Linked DNA regions of Pan paniscus: region 1 is linked to region 2. A link is a contact called in public Hi-C data. All regions are on one chromosome and are shown on one strand. The core of a region is the stretch at or near the end of the contact, and the rest is flanking DNA. Distances in the headings are between cores, read along the strand shown. Region 1 has its middle 100 kb from the start of OSBPL3. Region 2 overlaps OSBPL3 (oxysterol binding protein like 3).

The links. A called contact is a pair of places that touch in the nucleus more often than the background predicts.
Region 1: a contact with region 2 is called in a Hi-C map of fibroblasts, with 6 times the contacts expected there. The contact joins two enhancer-like sites. A contact is called at or near these places in 2 of 3 Hi-C or Micro-C datasets (fibroblasts and induced pluripotent stem cells).

The regions. Positions count from the first base shown.
Region 1 is chr6:29,935,788-29,942,595 of NHGRI_mPanPan1-v2.0_pri, forward strand. No RefSeq gene overlaps it. Among named protein-coding and RNA genes, the nearest start is that of OSBPL3, 100 kb to the left of the region's middle. Within about 2 kb of position 2,259, at least 1 of the 2 cell types and tissues checked has open chromatin away from gene starts, as enhancers often do.
Region 2 is chr6:29,673,297-29,680,232 of NHGRI_mPanPan1-v2.0_pri, forward strand. OSBPL3 (oxysterol binding protein like 3) reads right to left here. Exons shown (of 22, transcript XM_034963825.3): 16 at 3,787-3,850; 17 at 199-277. Among named protein-coding and RNA genes, the nearest start is that of GSDME, 61 kb to the left of the region's middle. Within about 2 kb of position 4,060, at least 1 of the 2 cell types and tissues checked has open chromatin away from gene starts, as enhancers often do.

The DNA of each region.
Region 1 (6,808 bases), core at 1,009-3,508, 260 kb after region 2:
TGCACGCCTATAGTCCCAGCTACTCGGGAGGCTGAGGGCAGAATAATCGCTTGAACCCAGGAGGTGGAGGTTGCAGTGAGCTGAGATGGTGCACTCCAGCCTGGGCAACAAGAGTGAAACTCTGTCTCAAAAAAAAAAAAAAAAAAAAAAAATCGAAAAGCAGCTATAGAAAAATGACATGTTACACACAGGGGAATCATCATGAATTCTCATCAGAAACTATGGAACCACAACATATTTTTTAAGTGATGAGGGAAAAGAATTGTCAACTTAGGATTTTATATCCTGAAAAAATAGCTTTTCAGAATGAAGGTGAAATAAAGACATTCTGAGAGGAGGAAAACTAAAGAAATGTGTCTCCAGCAGAACTCCTCTAAAAGAAATGCTAAAGCAAGTCCTTCAGGGCAAAGGGAAATAATACCAGAGAGAAATCTGTATCTTCAAGAGCGAAGACAAAGTAGCAGGAATGAGAGCTGTCTGTTTTGTCATATATATATTTATATATTTATATATATGTATGAATCTGTATATGTACATATATATGTATGTATATATGTGTGTATATATATAATTATTTTTTCCTCTTAAGCCTTTTAAATATTTATGACTACTGAAAACAAAAAATTATAAAATTATGTGGTGGGATTTTCAATGTAATGCATGTAATATATGTGACAACTATAACACAAAATTCTAGGGGGAGGTGGTTCAAAGAAGTCTATATACAATTGCAAGCCTTCTACATTTTACTTGGCCTTGTAAATATTAATGCTGGCCGGGCACGGTGGCACATGCCTGTAATTCCAGCACTTTGGGAGGCTGAGGCGGGTGGATCACAAGGTCAGGAGATCGAGACCATCCTGGCTAACACGGTGAAACCCCGTCTCTACTAAAAATACAAAAATTAGCCGGGTGTGGTGGCAGGTGCTTGTAGTCCCAGCTACTCGGGAGGCTGAGGCAGGAGAATGGCGTGAACCTGGGAGGCGGAGCTTGCAGTGAGCCAAGATCGTGCCACTGCACTCCAGCCTGGGCAACAGAGCGAGACTCCGTCTCGAAAAAAAAAAAATTATGCTAAATAAACTATGAAAGCTTAGAAATGTAATTATAATCCCTAGAGTAATCACTAAAAGAAAAAAATGCAGAGATATAGACAAAAATTCAAACGCTACATTAAAATGAAATACCAAAAAGTATTCCAAGAACGCAGAAGAAGGCAGCACAGGGAGAACAGAGAAACAAAAAACAGAGACAACAAACAAATAACAAAATAATAATTGTGGACAAAAATCCTACCACATCAATAATTACATTAAATATAAATGATCTGAATATACCAATTAAAAGATATTGTCATACTGCATGAAAAACAAGACCCAATTATAAACTGGGCACAGAGGCTCATGCCTATATTCCCAACACTTTGGGAGGCTGAGGTGGGAGAAACATACGAGCCCAACTCGAGGCTGCAGTGAGCTATGATCGCACCACTGAATTCTAGCCTGGGCAACAGGACAAGAGCCTGTCCCTAAAATATAAAATTAAATTAAAATTTAACCAGTTAAGAGTGAGATTACATCATGATAAAGGAGAATTCTCCAGGACCACATAACAATCGTAACTGTGTACACACCTAATAGCAGAGTTTCAAATTGCAGAAGCAAAAACCAATGAAACAGCAAGGAAAAAGAGACAAATTCACAATTATAATTGTCTTTAACACTCCTCTCAGTAATTGTTAGAATAAGTAGACAGAAACTGATCAAAGAAAGAGAACACCTGAACAACACTGTCAAGTAACTGGATCTAACTGCCATTTCTAGAAATCTCTACCCAACCTTAGCAGGACACACACTCTTTTCAAGTGCACGTGAAACGTTCACCAAGATAAACCATTTTCTGGGCCATAAAACAATCAACACATTGAAAAGAATTGAAATCACACAAAGTGTGTTCTCTGATCAGGAGATAATTAAACTAGTAATCAATAACAGAAAGATATCTGGAAATCCAAAATATTTGTGAGTTAATATGTAATAAATATTGCCTGAATATTTTCCCACGGGTTTTAGCAAAACTCATTCCCATGTATGGAGAGTGCTTATTTCCTTCAGAGCACTTCTTTCTTCAAAGGTGGTTTGGAAGACTAAGAGGTTCATGAATGATCTCTGTGGTATAAATGCCTTAGAAGGGGAAGTATGTATAACAGAAATAGCACGGGATTTGGGGCTACCTGGTTGTGTAACATTGAATAAGATGCTCCACCTCTCTAAGTTTCACTTCCCCATTGAAGAGTCACCACTGAAGCCTCTGGTGTCCAACTATCTGGTTTCCAATCCTGATGCCATCACTTACTGATATGTGATCTTGGCAAGTGAACTAACCTCCCTTTGCTTCCGTTTCATCATCTGTATAGTCACAGTAATAATAATACAGGTTGGTATATGTCCTGGCTCGCTTGGGACAGTCCTGGCTTACCCTTGTTCTTCCACTATGATTATTAATAATATCCTGGTTAGGGTGATAAATGGTGTGCTCAGTCTAATAACAGTAGCTATGTATTACAGGGTTGTTAAAACAATTAGGCTAGTTGTTATGGATAAAGTGTTTTAGAATGGTGCCAGGCAGCCAGGCTCAATCAATATTGGAGTGCCTGCCAGAGTCCAGTTACTTTTCTAGGGGCTAGGATATGGTGGTAAACAGGGCAGACACTACACTCAGAGCATCTGGGGTGTGGCAGAGTGGCTAAGTGCACCGGCTCTGCTGCTAGCCTACCTGAGTGTGAATCCTGGCCTGTTCCCTATTAGCTATGCAGCCTTGAGCAAGTGATTTTACTTCATACCTGTAATATGAGTTGCTATGAAGATTGAATGGGTTAAAATTTGCAAAGCACTTAGACCAATAACTGGCATATAAGTGCAACTAAATACTTGTTAAATCAAATAAATATAACAATTCTAAATGTTGGAAAGATTAAATGCATTAGTACAGTCATGTGCTGCATGACATTTTGGCCAATGGCGAGCCACCTATGCAACTATGGTTCCATAAGATCGTAATACCATATTTTTACTGTACCCTTTCTATGTTTGGATATGTTCAGATACACACATACTTGCTGTTGTGTTATAATTGCCTACAGAATTCAGTAGAGTACCATGCCATACAGGTTTGTAGCCTAGGAGCAATAGGCTATAGCATCTAGCCTGGGTGTGCAGTAGCCTTTACTAAACCTACACTACCTAGGTTTGTGTAAGTACACTGTATGATGTTCATACAATGATGAAATCACCTAACTATGCATTTCTCGGAACATATTCCCATCGTTAAGTGGCGCATCACTGTATACACAAACGCACTTATACCGGAGATTTGCCGTTTTTAAAGTAAAATTGTCCCTTCTGGTGTTTTTTTCTTTTCAAAATAAAGCAAGACTCCTCCAAAGGTGGATCGATAGCTCCTCTACTTCTAGAGACAAAAGACTGCCAGGAACTTTCAGAGGAATTTTTTTTTCTTTTTCTTTTTCTTTTTCTTTTTCTTTTTTAAGATGGAGTCTTGCTCTGTCACTCAGGCTGGAGTGCAATGGTGCGATCTCAGCTCACTGCAACCTCCGCCTCCCAGGGTCAAGCAATTCTCCCGCCTCAGCCTCCTAAGTAGCTGGGATTACAGGCGCCTGCTACCATGCTGGGCTAATTTTTGTATTTTTAGTAGTGACAGGGTTTTACCATGTTGGCCAGGCTGGTCTTGAACTCCTGACCTCAGGCGATCCGCCCGCCTTGGCCTCCCAAAGTGCTGGGATTATAGGCATGAGCCACCGTGCCTAGCCAGACTTTTTTTTCTAGCTTTAAAAAAGACCCAGATAATCCAAACTACAGTCCTATCATGTTATCACAACCATAAGAAGTGGATATTATGAATATCATTCTCACAAGTAAACAGAGGCTCAAAGGCTCACCAAAGTCACAGAGCTTTCTGTCTTTTTGATCAAATCTTTAGGCCAGAAGCAGTGGCTCATACCTGTCCTATAATCCCAGCACTTTGGGAGGCTGAGGTGGGTGGATCACTTGAGGTCAGGAGTTCAAGACCAGCCAGGCCAATATGGTGAAACTCCGTCTCTACTAAAAAATACAAAAATTATAGCCAGGTATAGTGGCACACGCCTATAATCCCAGCTACTTGAGAGGCTGAGGCAGGAGAATAGCATGAACCTGGGAGGCAGAGGCTGCAGTGAGCAGAGATCGCACCACTGCACTCTAGCCTGGGGGACAGAGCGACACTTTGTCTCAAGGAAGAAAAACATCTTTAGCAAAGGTCTTGAGGTGAATGTTGCATTTCAGTGTGTTTGCTAGAGGACAGCTAGCAAACTTCATTTGCTAGATCAGGCCAGAACAAGTACACATAACACACTATCAACGCAAATGTGAAGAAGCTAGATTGCTCCATTATTAGAGATAGAAAAGCTGTAATCGTGAAACCTTGATTCAAACAGGCCATCTAACTCTGAAGATCACGTATAGAAAATTGCAGTGACAGGAAAAGACCCCGAAGCTGCTGAATACTAGGTTCACGAGTCAGCCCTCCTCTTTTGTGGGATAGGATAACACACCCTCCCAAGTGCGCCACTCACAGCTTAACTATATGTGACTTAGTGCAAGGGCCCTCCTCACCATTCACCCCCAGCTTTGACAGATTTCAACCCCATTATTGTTACCAACAACCATAAGCACGGAAGTGTTTTGTTTTCTCATTGTCAAGGGAGTCCAGACATTCCTGATAGCAAATGTATGTGTGTCAATGTAACCTTGACAGACGGAAACTCAAACTCAAGTACAATGGCAACCTTTATATGCTGTAATATATGCACAATGATGGACTTGGTAATGCTTCTCCCTCGCCCCCAACTTCTTAGAATGTGCAAAATGTGCCTGTTAAATATCATAATCCTTTTTACTCTGAGCGCCTTTTCCCCTGGAGCCTTGCAAGTGCTCTCCACGTAATGGCCTATTTTTAAGAGTCCTCTTGAGACTGAAATGACATTCGGGCCTTAAATCTAATGATATCAGAGCCTGTCCTCATTTTAAACATTTCTAATATGATCAGAAAGACGCCTGAAAAATGAGCCCTTCTTGCCCTTGGCTTCTCATGTGCCCTAGGGAAGTCTTGATTTAGATAGAAGACGCCCCCCTAACTCAAGTGCAAGGTGCAACAGCTGCTGACATATGTGACTGTGAGCTGATGTTGAAAATTTCTGAGGTAGGGCACAAACCTTTGACCCATCTCCCAGGCTTCTCTGGATAATATGTGGTTTTTTACAGATCAAAAAGGAGACAGATAAGAAAATGAGGACTGAAAATCTTAGAATTATGAAAGAGAGAATCATATACATTTTCTCTTTAAATACTAATCATTTAAAATGTGTAATTTTAAGGATGCATTAAACCTGTTTGACTGTCCTCACAAGAGAAACTTCCTTCCTTTTCTTAATTCTGTTCCTGGACTTCTCCCCAGCTATTAGCTACAGCCAGCAGTGAAGTCCCATTGAGTATTCTGTGCACTACTGGAAATCCTGTGATTCACTCCGTGGGCGGTGCTGAATTAATTGTTAATCTGGTAGTGGGTGTTACTTTTTCTACTAGATTGTGAATTTCTAACTCTTGAGATGTCAGGTAAAAGCGCTTCTGAGAGAAGAAAAAGGATACAAGGACAAAGAATCTGAGATTTGCTTTCTCTCTGGAAGCCTTTTCATCTTCTTGCCATAGGGAACAGTTGAACCATCAAAAGCCCATTTATAATTAGTGTTAGTGAAACCAGGGGCTTTGGGGAATATTGGTCGCGAACAAAGGCAAGATTGGCAAATCTTGTTAAATTTTGTTAAACGGAAGACCCAGGATTTTTAAAAGCTGAAATACAGAATATAATATTAGTAAACTCATATGATTCTGCTTAAGATAATTTTTAAAACAAATGTTAAAAGGGTAAATTTTTAAAAAGAAAATTATATATATGTACTTTTATATATATGTAGGAACGTACATATATATATGTATATACATAGGCATGTACTTTTTCCTGGAAATTACCACAGCTACAATATGTCACTGGTCTATATCATGTTAATTACCACTTGATCTATGAGAGAAATCTGAGCGTGAGGTAATTCAGCACTGTCACCCAACTGGCCACATTAATCTTGAGCATTTTCCCCAGGGGATTAAATTCTGTCACCTGATGTGGCTACCAAGGTGAAATACATCCTCTCTCCTATGCTTTGCTAAGGACAGAGAGGGGCCAATTTGAGCTGTGCTAGAACAGGTTTGTTTGAATGGAGCCAGCATGTGAGCCCACTCAGACAATGGTCTGAGTTCTTCATTGAAGTCGTCTTCTTCCTCTGGTTCCAGTGTAGCCAGTGATGCAATTTGGTTTGCCCTTTTGCAGTGAGAGCCGATTGGCCATAAGGTACTCAGCCTACGTTTCCTGCTCAAATGCAAGCAAGTCAGTTGATTTACCAGCTCTGAAAATGTTGTGATCTAAACTTGTGCTAATAGAAACCCAAAGAAAGTGACACACATAAGACGTGTGGAAGTGCCTAGGGCTTCTTGGCATTCAGGAGCAGGGAGGGGAGTAGAGCATGCTGTACTTAATCAGGATTCCATTCTATAGCTCTTTACCATCTACGAAATTATTTTTACCACATCCTATTAAAATTGGGAGGCAGCCTTGTTTGGTAGGAAAAGCATAGCTTTGGAGTCAGGCAGAGCTGTATTTGAACCCTGGTGCTGCCACTCAGAAACTCTGGGAGGGACCTCAGGCG
Region 2 (6,936 bases), core at 2,810-5,309:
ATTTCCATTTGAGGGAGAAACATTTTTTAAAAGTGAGCTTGCCAAAAGGAGGAACATTTAAACCTACTGTCAGACAGATTAAAAGAAAAAATACACACTCAATGAAACTGCCGGGGGCGGGGGTGGGCATCCTGTCCCCAAAGCAAAATCTTGGCCCTAAATTCCATAAAGCTCCTTAACCACAGAAGAAGAACTTACACTGGCAGAGTCACATGGGTTGTGCCAATTGGAACAATTTCCATGGATTTGCCCCAGAATTTGTTTTTCCATCTCACATCTGAAATGAAATACCAAATATTACATTTTTAGCAGGAGAGTTAGGTAGATGAAATAGTTCCTAGGCTAGATAAATGATCAATCGCTATATAGTACAACCTCTTCACAATCAAGTCAATTATTGTATAGGATAACTTTTCATAAAATATAAGTACCAACCCCATATGGGCCCTTGGAGCAGAATCAGGGAAACTAAAATGATAAGATAAAGTCCTTTCCATGAATGCGAGAAGTGAAAACAAGTAGTAAGCACACAGAGAGGCCCAGGCTATAACTGTGTTATAAGGTAAAATGACACCTGAGAAGAAGGAGTGACGAATATGCTTGGAGAAAGCATCAGAAGAGGCTTGTCAGAAAGGGCCATCTAAATGGGGCTTTGAGGAATAAGCAGGAGTTCACTGGGCAGAGAAAAAGCAATTTAAGGCCAAATAAATAGCTTGTCTGAGGGGACAGAAGTATAGGAAAACACAGTCAAATAGTGTGGTTCTGTCCTATAGGTCTCAGATTGTCTTATCTAGAGAAGAGTAGAAAGGTTGAGAACAAAACCAGGTGCAGTGGCTCATGCCTGTAATCCTAGCACTTTGGGAGGCAGAGGTGGGTGGATCATTTGAGATCAGGAGTTCGAGACCAGCACAGCCAACATGGCGAAACCCCTTCTCTATTAAAAATACAAAAATTAGCTGGGCGTTGTGGTGGGTGCCTGTAGTCCCAGCTGCTCAGGAGGCTGAGGCAGGAACCCGAGAGGTGGAGGTTGCAGTGAGCCAAGATCATGCCATTGCACTCCAGCCTGGGTGATGGAGTGAGATTCTGCCAAAACAAAACAAAACAAAACAAAACAAAACAAAAAACTGAAAACGAAAAACAATGGGCTCTCCAAGCCTGGCTAAGAGTCTGGTTTGTGTGCGCTGAGTGGAAATAATCAGGCCACTGATGTGATTAGACATGGACCTTGCAAAGGCAATTGGAAGCCATATGGAGAATGGAACAGGAGTAGGAGAGAGGAGAAGCAAGGCGACAAGTTAAGAGGCTACTGCAATTGCCCAGGGGATAACAAACGGGATGAAGGGAACCAAGACAACAGACGTGGGGAAGTGAGTGAGCCCAGAAATACTAAAGAAGAAGAAATAGGCACTAGGTCAACTAGGTGACAAGTTAGATACAGACTGAAAAAGAAAGAATTTATGAACAATATCAGATTTCTCTAACTTGCAATGAATGGTGGCACCAACAGAGAAGCCAGGAAATAGAAAAAGAACAGCAAGAGGATCCCATCTGGCTGCTGCACTGAGGATCTACAGATCACAGGGAAATCAGGGTTGAAGCAGGGGGGACAGTGGGGAGCCCTGGCTGGGGTCCAGGTGAGAGAGGTGGGTCTGAGACCAGCGAGCACAGTGGGCCTCATATTGTATAATCCTATTCATATAAAATGCCCCAAACAGGCACATTTATAGACTGGGGAATATTGAGAGAAATGGGGCAGGTGGCAGAGGGGGAGGGTAATATTTGCTAAAAAGGATTCTTTTTGGAGTGATGAAAATGTTCTAAAATTAACTGTGCTGATAACTGCACAGTTTATTAAATTCACAATTCTGTGAATAAAAACCATTGAATTGCACACTTTACACGGGTGAATGATATGGTATATAAGTTATATGTTCATAAAATTGTTACTAAGAGAAAAAAAAGATAGCTGGCTGTTTAAAGCAAAAGTATTAACAATGTACCACATGGTTTATGATATACAGAAGATATATTAAAAAATAGTAGAGAGGTTGGGAAGGGAAAATGGAAGTATACTTCTGTAAATCTCACTATATGAAACTGGCATAATATTATTTGATGATATTAAAAATATATAACATAAATCCTAAAGTAACAACTTTAACAAGAAACAAAACAGGTAAGTATAGCTAATAAACTAACAGGGGAGATGAAAGAGAATGATAGAAATTATTCAATCCAAAAGGCAGAGAAAGAGGAAACAGAGAACAAAGAACGGATGTGACAAACAGAAAAGAAACATCATGAGGGCAGATTTAAGCCCAGCTACATCTACAATCACAACAAACGGAAATGGTTTACACAACCTACATAAAAGGCAGAGAAATGTCAGGCTGGGTTACAAAGCAAGATTTGGGAATCCTAGGCCCATGGAAATAGGTAGATTGCTCAGGAAAAGGCTGATGGGGAAGGATGGCCTAGGAGAAGGATGCTAAGGCTGAGAAGGGAAGGATGTAACACAGGAGCACACAAAACTACTTTGAGAAGACCCCTCGCATTAAAAAAAAATCCAACTTTTGGCTGTGCGCAGTGGCTCATGCCTGTAATCCCAGCATTTTGGGAGGCCGAGGCAGGCGGATCACAAGGTCAAGAGATCAAGACCATCCTGGCCAACATGGTGAAACCCCATCTCTACTAAAAATACAAAAATTAGCTGGGCATAGTGGCGCATGCCTGTAGTCCCAGCTACTCGGGAGGCTGAGGCAGGAGAATCACTTGAACACGGGAGACGGAGGTTGCAGTGAGCCGAGATCGCACCACTGCACTCCAGCCTGGCAACAGACCGAGACTCCATTTAAAAAAAAAAAAAAAAAAAAAATCCAACTTTTGAAAAAACAAAGAAGAGGTGCTTATAGCATGAGTGAGATTTACCAATTAGGAGGCTAGGAACCTTATGAGAATATTTCCAGAGGGTTTTGGTGAGAGAGCAGTTTCAATTTTAAACTTTAATAGCAAAGGTGAAGAAAGAAAACCATGGTACTTGTCACTTTAAACCGGAAATACTGATTGCCTCCAAAGAGAGAAACTGAGTGGCTGGGGAAGGGGGTTACAGTATACTGTTTCATACTTTTAAAGTTTAAAGTTTAAAGACTGCGTGTGTGTGTGTGCCTGTGTGTGTAAAGGCAATGTGTGATATCACTAGTAGCAGAGAAAAATATTTTTAAAATGTGTATGTGCTCACTGTCTAAAAACCTAGGATGCTTATATTTTCCTTCTACAGTACACTTTTTTTTAATAAATTGAGAGATTAACAAAATTAATCCATCTAGGAAATATCTATAGCCTTATTTATTCTTTAGAAGATTTACCCACCCACCCCCAACTCAAAATATAAACTGAACAAAATTTTAGGAACAATCATCTCAAAAATGAAAAGAAGTAAGCAATGTAAAACACGACTTCAGAAATAAAATTTAAGTTTGACAAAAGCTGAAAACCCCTCTGCTGTCTACACTCTGATAAACAACTGTAAATATTTAATGTCTCTTGAAATATGTGAGGCGTTTCAAATGATTTTTACATAAGATAAAGTTACAGAAATAAATGGAAGTGGCTCAGATAAACTAAGTGAGAGATAAGAGGCAAGAACAGGTGGCGCAGATCCTTCCAACCAGGCCCAAATCCAAGGACCACTTTTGATCTCAGTAAGAACTGACAGCAATTCTTGGATAAAATAAATAGATAACATATTACACAATATAATGGAAGTAAAATGTATTAGCACATTACCTTGCCAGAAAACAAAATTTCTAGACTCAGCATGACACGCAGAGATAGGCGGATGGTGGCTGACCTGATGGAAACAAAGGACAGAAAAACAAAAAAATGAATGAACTTTTGTGTCTCATGAAATCCATTCTTTCTCCCCTGCACTGAGATGTAAGAGCGTGCAAGGCTGAACCGAAGGAAAAACTTCTTTAGTTTCCCTCAACAAGTCTGTCCTCAAGAGGGCGCTCCTGATACAGTCAGCTCCCACTTGCTCAAATTGGTCAAGGCTGAGGGGAAGGCCCTTGAACGGAAGCCTCCAGAAGCCTCCGTGGGAGGGCGGCCAGGTGGCGAGTGATGAGGATAGAGACGCATTTTGAAAGACATAAAAATAAAAACGGAGACATGTGAGGACTGCTCACCCATAACATATAATTTGACATTGGCTACCAATGTCAACATCTCTTATTAGCTGTTCTGAAAGTAGCTGCAGATGTTTTAATTAAGATATCAAATAACAAGTATTTTAAATGCAACCCAAAATGTTCTTCCTCGGGCTCAGCCAATTTAACTCTTGAAAACTCTGCATCATAAAGTCCAGCCTCTTTTCAAATCACCTACAAGAAGACCGATGCAAGGTAATTTTTTTAAAAAAGAGTGTTTCTATTAAAAAAAAAAAAAAAAGGTAAACACAATTGTTGAGGAAATGTTAGTCAACTGTTAAGAAAATTTTATTTATTTTTGGTCTAATAAAACTATCTTGAGCAAATAAGTAATCTCATTCCAGAAAAGAGAGTCCCCTGGAGCAGAGACTGCCCTTTGGCAAGGGGTCATTACTCATTTTATTCAGCAGTGAAGAGGCTGAAGAGAAAATGGCTCCTCCCTCTGTTTCCTTATTATCTCAGTCACACTCAGGGAACGTTGAGAGGTGTATATGCTGTCATTCTAATTCAGCACTGGTGAAACCACAGTAATGCTGCCAGGGGTGTTTCCAGAAAGTTCTCTGATGTAGCTGATTCTTAACAGAGGTGTCTTACATTGAGAGTATCTAGCTCAAAGCCTGCACCTTATAAAAGAAGAGACTGAAACCAGAAAGATTAAGTAACATTTCCCAAGCCACACCGATAGTCAGGGAAGAGGTAGAGGTAAGTCCCAGCAGTTTTGGTTTACCTCACTGGTTTTCAAACTTTGCAAAAAAAAAGAAAAAAAAATGTTTTAAGCAGCTGTACAGTTTTCAAACCCATCTTATCAAGAACCCAGAATACTGAGCCCTTGCTTGAGATAAACAGGTGGGGAGGAAGGGAGGGCAGTGGGTGACAAATCCACAGCTGTTCACCTTCCTTGGGACCCTCAGCTGAGGAACATGGTTTGAAAACTACTTCTGTATGCCAGGCCTCCAGCAGGAGGACTGCACAGCTGGGAGGATGTGGTCACACACGCCACACCCAGATGTGACTCATGGGATTACAGCCATACCAGTGTGGGCCAAAGAAAGGTAGAGACAAAGACGTAAATCATGTAGGTATCTTTCAGATTCCTCAATAAACACAAACGCCAGTTGCAATACAAAGCAGGAGACTCAAATCTGCTGCTCTTTGGTTTGTCTTGGTTCCCATGTGCCTCCTAAGAACGTGAGCCCTTCTGTGCCTGTGGGATTTTCAAGGGCAACTTTCACTTCAAGCACTGACTTAGAAACCTAATCCCATAATGTAACTCTCTGATTTCCTTTGATGTTGTCTTTTTTCTTTTTTTGAGACAGGGTCTCACTCTGCCACCCAGGCTGGAGTGCAGGGGCACAATCACAGCCCACTACAGCCTTGACCTCCAGGGCTCAAGTGATCCTCCTGTCTCAGCCTCTCAAGTTGCTGGGACTAAAGGTGTGTGCCACCATGCCCGGCTCATTTTTTCACTTTTTGTAGGGATGGGGTCATGCTATGTTGCCCAGACTGGTCCGGAACTCCTGGCCTCAAGTGATCTTCCCGCCTCAGCCTCCCAAAGTGCTGGGATTACAGGTGTGAGCCACCATATCCAGTTATCTTTTTTAAAAAAATCCTACCACTTGGAGATACCTTATATTAATAAATGCTACATTCTTCTCCTTTTCTTCACTAGCTGTCTCTCGATGAAAACAACAGATAGCTTTGAAACCATGGGATCATATAAAACAAAATCAAGGTGCAGTGGCATAGCCCTGTAATTCCAGCTACTTGGGAGGCTGAGGCAGAAGGATCCCTTGAGCCCAGGATCCAGGAGTTCAAGACCAGCCTGGGCAACATAGTGAGACACTATCTATAATAATAATAACCATTAATCAGCTCAAGACAATCCCCACTCCCCACTTCTCCACCCCACCTGGCATGACCCACTATGAAATGGAAGGAAAGCTATGAAATGTTCCTCTCCCCCATAATGTAAACATATTTTAAAGTGGATTATTATGAAGTAGATTATATTCATCCCACAAAAACAATGTAGCAATGTGGGAGAGGAGCACTATAGCTTTGATGAAGAATTTGGCATCTTTACAGGTATGGCCGAATGTAAACACAGTATATAAAAACCATACGCCTCTTCTGTAATAATTTTAAACCCCATAAAACAGGGATAAATATACTATCCATATGAATTACAAGAGAACCCCTACAGTAAACACACATCTCATAAAAACCCAACCTTGATTTTTTTAAACTATTGTGTTAGATAATGAATGAATGTTTAGCAGATTATGTTTAGATGGGTTCAACACATTTTCTGAATAAGTCTCAACCTTCAAGTATCAGTAACTTTGCTTATTTCTTTATGGCTTACACAGGCCTTTGGGAATGGTTTATTTGGCCCACATTGCTTTTAAGAGTTTTACAAAGCTTTCTGGGGAGATTTACATTGATAGCTTATTATTTTGTATATTTCCTCCTATTTCTGGAGCATCTGCCATGTGCTGCACTAGTGTCTGGGAACGAGGGAAAGGTTTTTGTTGTTCCATGGACCTGGGCCCTGACTGCAGCATCATCTGCTGGCTGTATGACCTTCACAGCTTTTCAGTCCCTTCAGCCTCTGTCACCTCATCTGTGAAATAAGGCTGATTCCACTGATTCGGCCAACTAAAAAAAGAACACATACAAACTGTCCAGGATCATACACTGATGTGGATTAGGCAGAGACTAAGTGAAAATA